Regions from separate parts of the Mus musculus genome. Here region 1 is linked to region 2. The links are chromatin contacts, called in public HiCAR-type maps. All regions are on one chromosome and are shown on one strand. The core of a region is the stretch at or near the end of the contact, and the rest is flanking DNA. Distances in the headings are between cores, read along the strand shown.

The links. HiCAR-type assays count read pairs that join an accessible place to other places.
Region 1: a HiCAR-type map of astrocytes shows a contact between it and region 2, with 3 times the contacts expected there. The contact joins the enhancer-like site here to the promoter of Aebp2 in region 2. A contact is called at or near these places in 3 of 39 promoter capture datasets (cranial neural crest, hippocampal neurons and neural stem cells), 1 of 15 datasets of contacts at CTCF or cohesin (the NIH/3T3 cell line), 2 of 484 Hi-C or Micro-C datasets (cerebral cortex and cortical neurons) and 6 of 115 datasets of contacts at active chromatin or transcription factors (astrocytes, embryonic basal ganglia, embryonic forebrain and 3 more).

What each region holds. Positions count from the first base shown.
Region 1 is chr6:141,567,146-141,570,513 of GRCm38.p6, reverse strand. Slco1c1 (solute carrier organic anion transporter family, member 1c1) reads right to left here. Exons shown (of 15, transcript NM_021471.3): 14 at 2,943-3,060; 15 at 337-1,208. The coding sequence ends at 986. Among named protein-coding and RNA genes, the nearest start is that of Slco1c1, 44 kb to the right of the region's middle. Within about 2 kb of position 1,718, at least 18 of the 459 cell types and tissues checked have an H3K27ac peak or open chromatin away from gene starts, as enhancers often do. A contact at or near this core is called in astrocytes, embryonic basal ganglia, forebrain and 2 more, where this site is marked.
Region 2 is chr6:140,621,605-140,624,865 of GRCm38.p6, reverse strand. Aebp2 (AE binding protein 2) reads right to left here and starts at 1,364. Exons shown (of 8, transcript NM_001005605.2): 1 at 522-1,364. The coding sequence starts at 1,171.

The DNA.
Region 1 (3,368 bases), core at 469-2,968, 950 kb before region 2:
TGCATAGTACCACATAGTACAATTTGTAATATCTATGTTACTATATCTTTTCCAACATTATGTTTTTATGGATTATTTGGGAATTTCATACAATGCTTTCTGATCAAGTTGACATGCAAGTCCACTCAGGTCCCCCCATCCCCAGAAACTTAACTTTTAAATATTTTTATGACCAGGCAGTGGTGGCACATGCCTTTAATCCCAGCACTTAGGAGGCAGAGGCAGGCGGATCTCTGAGTTTAAGGCAGTCTGGTCTATAGAGTGAGTTCCAGGACACCCAGGGCTACACAGAGAAACCCTGTCTCGAAAAAGCAAAACAAAACAAATATATTTTGTGAATACAATTTATGTCTAAGTACAGAGTTACCTAATTCATGGAAATTTGGGAAGTGTTTGTTTAAAAATATTTTGATTCACTGAATTCGTAAGCAATAAAGTATGGTGACATGGTGACATGAATTGCAGTGTAACCATGGATACTTCCAAAATCACAATGAATTTATGTAAATTATAAAATTACATCTTATTATATGTAAACTAATGAACAGAAATTGTCTCAGAAGACAACCCCATCATGAATGTTTTTTTTCTGTATCAGTTCAAGGAGGAGCTAAATCTGAAAGATCTCCTTAGGAAATACTCAAAGTAGATTCTGGTCAAGTGACACAATGTACAGATGACATGTCATAATCAAACATAATAGACAGCCATCCCCAGGAACACATATCACATATCAATGGAGACAATATAGCATGAAGCAGAAATAAGAAAATAATTAAAAGGAATGTACAAGTTTAAAAGTTTTAAAATAAATTTAATTACATCCTTAGAGGTTTGTCATGTTATGCTTAGAGTCAAAAGCAAAGCAGGCATACCTTTGGAAGCAGAAAGGAATTGCACATTGAAGCCCTTTTGATTATGCTTTTATTCATTTACATGTATTGGATAAAATGACCCCATATTTGTTTGTTTCCATGATTTTTTTTTAAAGTCGTGTCTCCTTGCCTGGCCAGTACTTGGGCTGCAATCCACGATCCCTTGCAGCGCATGTCTCCTTTTTGATGCTTGAAGACATCCCTATTTTTTCTCTTGTGGTTATTAAGCTGCTGTGTTTCGAGACATATTTTTTCTTTAAAACAAAAAGTACAGCCATGCTTAGGAAGACAGACACCGTGCCCAGGAGCGTGGTTAATCCCAGGTATATGTGTCTAAAAGAGGAGAGAGTCTCGGTTATAATTATTGCAGCCACTCAACTTGAAAGCAAAGCAAAACAAAACATGAAGGTTCTAACAGTGTGAGGTTGATTGCTGAGAGACACAGACTTAATGGCCTGGTGGCTATGAATGCTGGTGACCTCCTGCCAGCAGAGGCAACTTCTTAGTTGTATTGTCATTCCTGGTTACTGCAAATGATATAATAGTTCCCACTTCCTCTTTAAAGATTCCCTGAAGTTGGATAGCCATCTTCCTGCTTGCTGAGGCAGTCCTATTTAGCCCATTGCTGTCCCAAGTAATAATTTTAAAAGAGCCTCTTTCACTTTCAAAGGTGTCAAGGTTTGACTAAGTCATGTGGTGACCCTGTCTCAAATATTTCTTCAATACACTCCAAGGAAAAGCTGTGGTAAGCAATTCAAAGAAGGGGTCAGGGTTGTTAGTGGGACAGAAAGGCCTGATAAAGAACTTAGTGTTCAGCTTCCCCTCTTACATACGGTCTCTGCATCACACAATGTCCACACTGCAGTGAGCACTTAGCCTTACCAAATGAGAGCAGAAACCAAATGTCACTCCCAGAACTGGCCCTGGCCTTGGACCAAACATCCTTCACACATAATATCAAAGCCTATTAAATCGATCTTATTTGAGATGGTCTGCCTAATTCACATGCAACTTACAGGCTCAAGACTCTCGGATTTTTTTTTTTCTTTTGGTTTTTGGAGGTTTTTTTTTTTCCCCCTCTGAAACAAAGTATTCAGCGTGTAAGTCTTTGAATAAAAGAAGTCCTGCTTTTAAGCCACTGGAGTATGGCTTTAAGCAGTGGGGAGATAAAGGTTTGATGAACGGAACTGAATGATACCGTAGTGAGAAAACCGTGCTCTCCACCTCAGACACGCTCACCCACACAGAGAAAGCTTTTTACTTTTGTGCATTTCAAGTACTGGGATAATTGAACATCAGCTTGGCAATAAGAGCCGGATGGATTGAGAGCCAAATCCAGATCTTGCCCAGGGGATTAGCGCTGACGCAAATGGTACAGTTTGGCTCAGTTTAAAAAAGAATAGAATTAAATAAACCCAGAATGTGACCTAAATTTAAATGCATCTGAGTTTCAGGAAATATTTTGCCATTTGTGTGCACACATTTTCAAACCTGTATTCTAGGATTTTTTAAAAATCATTTATTATATATGTATGCTCGTGTGTGTGTGTGTGTGTGTGTGTGTGTGTGTGTGTGTGTGTGTTATGAGCCAGGGTTGCTCACTCTGCAGCCTCAGTTTAGCCTAGAACATATTATATAGCCGAGGCTGACTTCAATTAAGCATTAACTAATTCTCTTTTAGTCCCCTGAATTCTGGGATTACAGGTGTGAGCCATTTTTTCCTGCTCATTTTCATCATTTTTAAAAAATGATTACTTGGGGCAGGGAGAAATTCAAAGTATAATGATACATATATGTGAAAGTGCCATAATAAAATACATTCATGAAACGCATTGCTAACTGTGCTAACTTTAAAAAGTCAGAACAAAATAAAATAATGATGAATTCAAAATGAAATTCAATGTCAACACTTGGCAATATTTTTTCATGTAAAATAGAATTGTTCACAGTTTTTTGGTTGATTTACCTCATAAACATGGAAAGTACACAGGGAATTTTAAGCTTCAGGATGTGGCAGAAAATGAGCTGTAGGAGCACAGAGCTACATGAGTGTGCTTGGCACTGTACCTGAAAGCGTGGGAGTCATACAGCCTGCAGGAGCCTCTGCTTCCACATTTCTTAAATCCCCATTTGAGGCATGAAGTGTCAATCAAAACACCAAAGTACACAGGGGCTGGGATTCCTGCTGTAAGAAACATAAATGATCGCTTCTAAGTTTTTGGCCATAAGAAGTGACCCAGAACCACTTACCTTGAGCTCAGGAATCACTGATTAGGTAGTGAAAACCCACAATTCTTCACTGAGACCTCTTTCTATGGCTCAGAGTTTGGTCACAAGCTCAGGACCCATGCAGTAACTGTCAGTGGTTTAGGTCTAGATGCATGTCTCCTGGAAATTCACACTCAATGTGAACACAACTTCTCCCTCACCAAGTGGCCAAGGCAATGAACCTGGATGCCACCTCTGAGCCCTTCTCATTTTAAAACCCAAGCC
Region 2 (3,261 bases), core at 115-2,614:
GAAGCCGCTCAGCGGCAAGAGGGGCGCGGCGGCCGCCCGGGATTTCCAAGTTGAGATCTGGGGGGGAGGGGCTGAGAATCAGGGGGCGGGAGATCCCGGAGAGAAAGTCCCCAGGTCTGGGGTCCCAGAGTCTGGGGCAGGGGAGATTCCGGCGAAGCCGTTCCCAAGGTGGGCAGGCGGGCGGGGCAGGGAAGGAGAAGCAAGAAACGGAAAGGACTGCGGCGAGAAAGTCCCCTCGGTCCCCTCGGCGGAGCCCGGGAATCTACAGAGCAAGGGATCGCTGCTAGAAGGGTCCCCCCCGCCCCCCGCCCCGCGCTGGGCCAAAGGGTCCAGGAGATGGGAGGGGATCGGGCAAGGAAGTCAGCTCAATGGAGTCCAAGAGGAGTCCCCTAGGTCCCCTCTGTGGGGTCCGGGAGGAGTCCCCTAGACGGGATCCACGCAGAGTCCCCTCGAATCAGGAAGAAGTCCCCTGAGTCCCCCTCGTCGAGGTCCGGGAAGGGTCCCCTTGGCGGCGCACTGACCTGTCCTCCGAGTCCATGCGGCTCAGCGGCTCCCCGTCGGACGACATCTCCAGGCTGCCCCGCCGGCCCCCGGAGGTCGCGCTGCTCCCGCCTCCCCCGGTGCCGTAGCCCTCGTCGCCGCCGCTCGACACCACGCTACTGCTGCTGCTACCGCCACCGCTGCTGCCCGGGCCGCCCGGGCCGCCCCGCGGTCCCTTGGGCTCCTCCAGGCCCTCCTTCCCGTCCCCATCGCCGCTGCTGCTGCTCGCCGCGCCCGGGCTCAGCGAGCGCGTCTCGTCGCCGCTGCAGCCGCCGCTGCTGCTGCCCACCAGGCTCTCGGCGCTGCTCTCCTCCTCCGCGCCGCCGCTGCTGCTGCCCTCGTCCTCGTCGTCCTCCTCGTCCTCGTCCTCGTCCCCGCCCGCCTGGCTGGCGCTCTCGGGGCTCGGCTCCGACATGGTCTCCGCCTCGCCGCCCCCCGCGCCGCCGCCCGCTCCCCCGTTCAACAGCAGCGCGGCCACCGCCTCTGCCTCCGCCTCCTCGTCATCCTCCTCCTCCTCTTCCTCCGGCGGCTCGGCCCGGCCGCGCGCCGCGGGCCCGGGGCTGCCGGGGGACAGCGGGCTGAGGCGGGAGAGCTCCTCCAGGTCGGCCATGTCGGCGAGCGCGGCGGCCATGGCGGCGCCTGCTGCTCCTCCGCCTCCTCTCGCCGCCGCCTCCTCGCCCCCGCCACCCCCCGCTCCGCGCCCGCACGCCCCAAACTCCGCGCGGCCGCCGCAGAGCGGGAGGAGGGCCCGCGGGGCTGCGTCAGGCTGCACACGCGCTACGGAGCCCGCGCGGGGACACGCGCCGGAACGCGCGCACTCACGCGGAGGAGGCAGCGCGCCTGCGCGCCGCGGCGGCCCCGCCCCTCCAGAGTTTCTTTGGGCCTTCCCACGCCTTCCCGCTCCGGGCGGAGGCGGGACGAGCCCTCGAAACCCGAAGTCGGTGGGGATTTTCACAGCCCTGGACTTCTACAGAGAGAAGGAGAAGCATCGGCTCAGAGAGAGAGAGAGAGAGAGAGAGAGAGAGAGAGAGAGAGAGAGAGAGAGTGTGTGTGTGTGGTTTGCGGGGGAGGTGGTGTCCTGTAGAAGGAAGCCGTAAGTGGAGCAAGTGTCTGGCCGTCTGAGCGCTTGCCATACTCAAAAGACAGGTCTCAGACATGTGCAGAAAGTTCGATAAATCGGTTTTTTTTTGTTTTTTGTTTTTGAAGCGCCGAGCCGATGTCCACACCGCGGAGGCAGAGGCTTGACTCGCAAGCCAGGCTTGCTTACCTGTCCCGATGTCCCAATGACCCAAGGAGGGCAGCTCAGACGAGGCGGGCGTTGCTTTGGCTCGAGATCCTCGCAGGTTTTAAGTCCTGGAGCTTCTAATAAAATCTGGGGTGACACTTGTAGGCAGGCTGAGTTCTTGGGGTGTAGCGCTGGCCGTTGAGGGCTCTAACCGCTCTTCCAGAGGAGCCGGCGGTCGGTTTGCAGCACCCACAAGGCGGCTCACAACTGTCTAATCCCAGCAGCTCTGACCACATCTCCCGGCCTCCCTCCCAGTCTGGTGGGTGGTGCACACAGGTACCTCACCTAAAAGGCACACCTTTAACCCCAGCCCTAGGGTGGCCGAGGCAGGAGGGTCTCCGAGATTCCGAGGCCAGCCTGATCTATATAGCGAGTTCCAGGCCAAACTGAAATCCTGCCTCACAAAAAGGGAGGGTGTGAAGAAGAAAGCAGGGAAGAGGTTACTACTCCTACTAATGAAAGGCTCCTCCCTATCCCCAGGCAAGAGTCAAACCTTCCCTTTACAGCTAGGGAAGCATTGCATCTTCCTGAACTTCTCGGTAAGGGAATGCTTTGTAAATAAGCTTTTTGTAAAATAAAGACCTGGAGTTTATGAGGAAGGCTGGTGAGCAGCCCACATCACACCCTGACTCCGGGGCACATCTGATGCTCTGGAGTGGGGAAGCAGTCTCAGAGAGCATTCCCTCATTCATTCTTAGTAGATCTTCACACACAAAGAGAGAGAGAGAGAGAGATCCCCCAGGTGGAGTATTTTCATGTTTCTAGAATTCACTGCCCTAATTTAAAAAATAAACATAATAAAAGAAACAACATGTAGTATGAGGCTAGAAGGGATTGTTGCAACTTTGAGGCCAACTAGTGTGGGCCACAAGGAAACCGCCCCACAAATATCTTAGTGTACAGTTGCAGCCTTAACCTTTGGATACATACTATCACACGTAATGTTCCCCCAGTGGAAGGAAACATCCTCAAAAAAAAAAAAAAAAAAAAAAGAAAAGAAAAGAAAAAAGAAAAAGAAAAGAAAAGTTTCCTCAAGGAAAAGCAAAAATTAAAATGATAATATACAATGTAGCTACACTGGCAGGCGTTAACCTCAAACTCTAACTTTCAGAGTCATTCTTGCAGATAGATCAGGAATGTGTTGTCATCCTGGATTGTAGACTGAGGATCACCAAACTGGACTGGAATAAAGCATGACTCAGTGTATGTGGCAGCTGCTCTAAGGCACATTAGAAATTAGGACTGACCTAGCAGAGGAAATTCAAATCTTTTTATCTCCCCCCACCTTCTAAGAATATTATGCAAATATTCTAATCCTCCCCACCCTGTAAACCTTTGTTTAAATAAAGGCCCATGGCTCTATTCTAGAAACTTGGTGGCCTGGAGCCTTGACCTTTTTCTCCTTGGACCCTCTTCCTCAGTTTCCTGGGTGATGA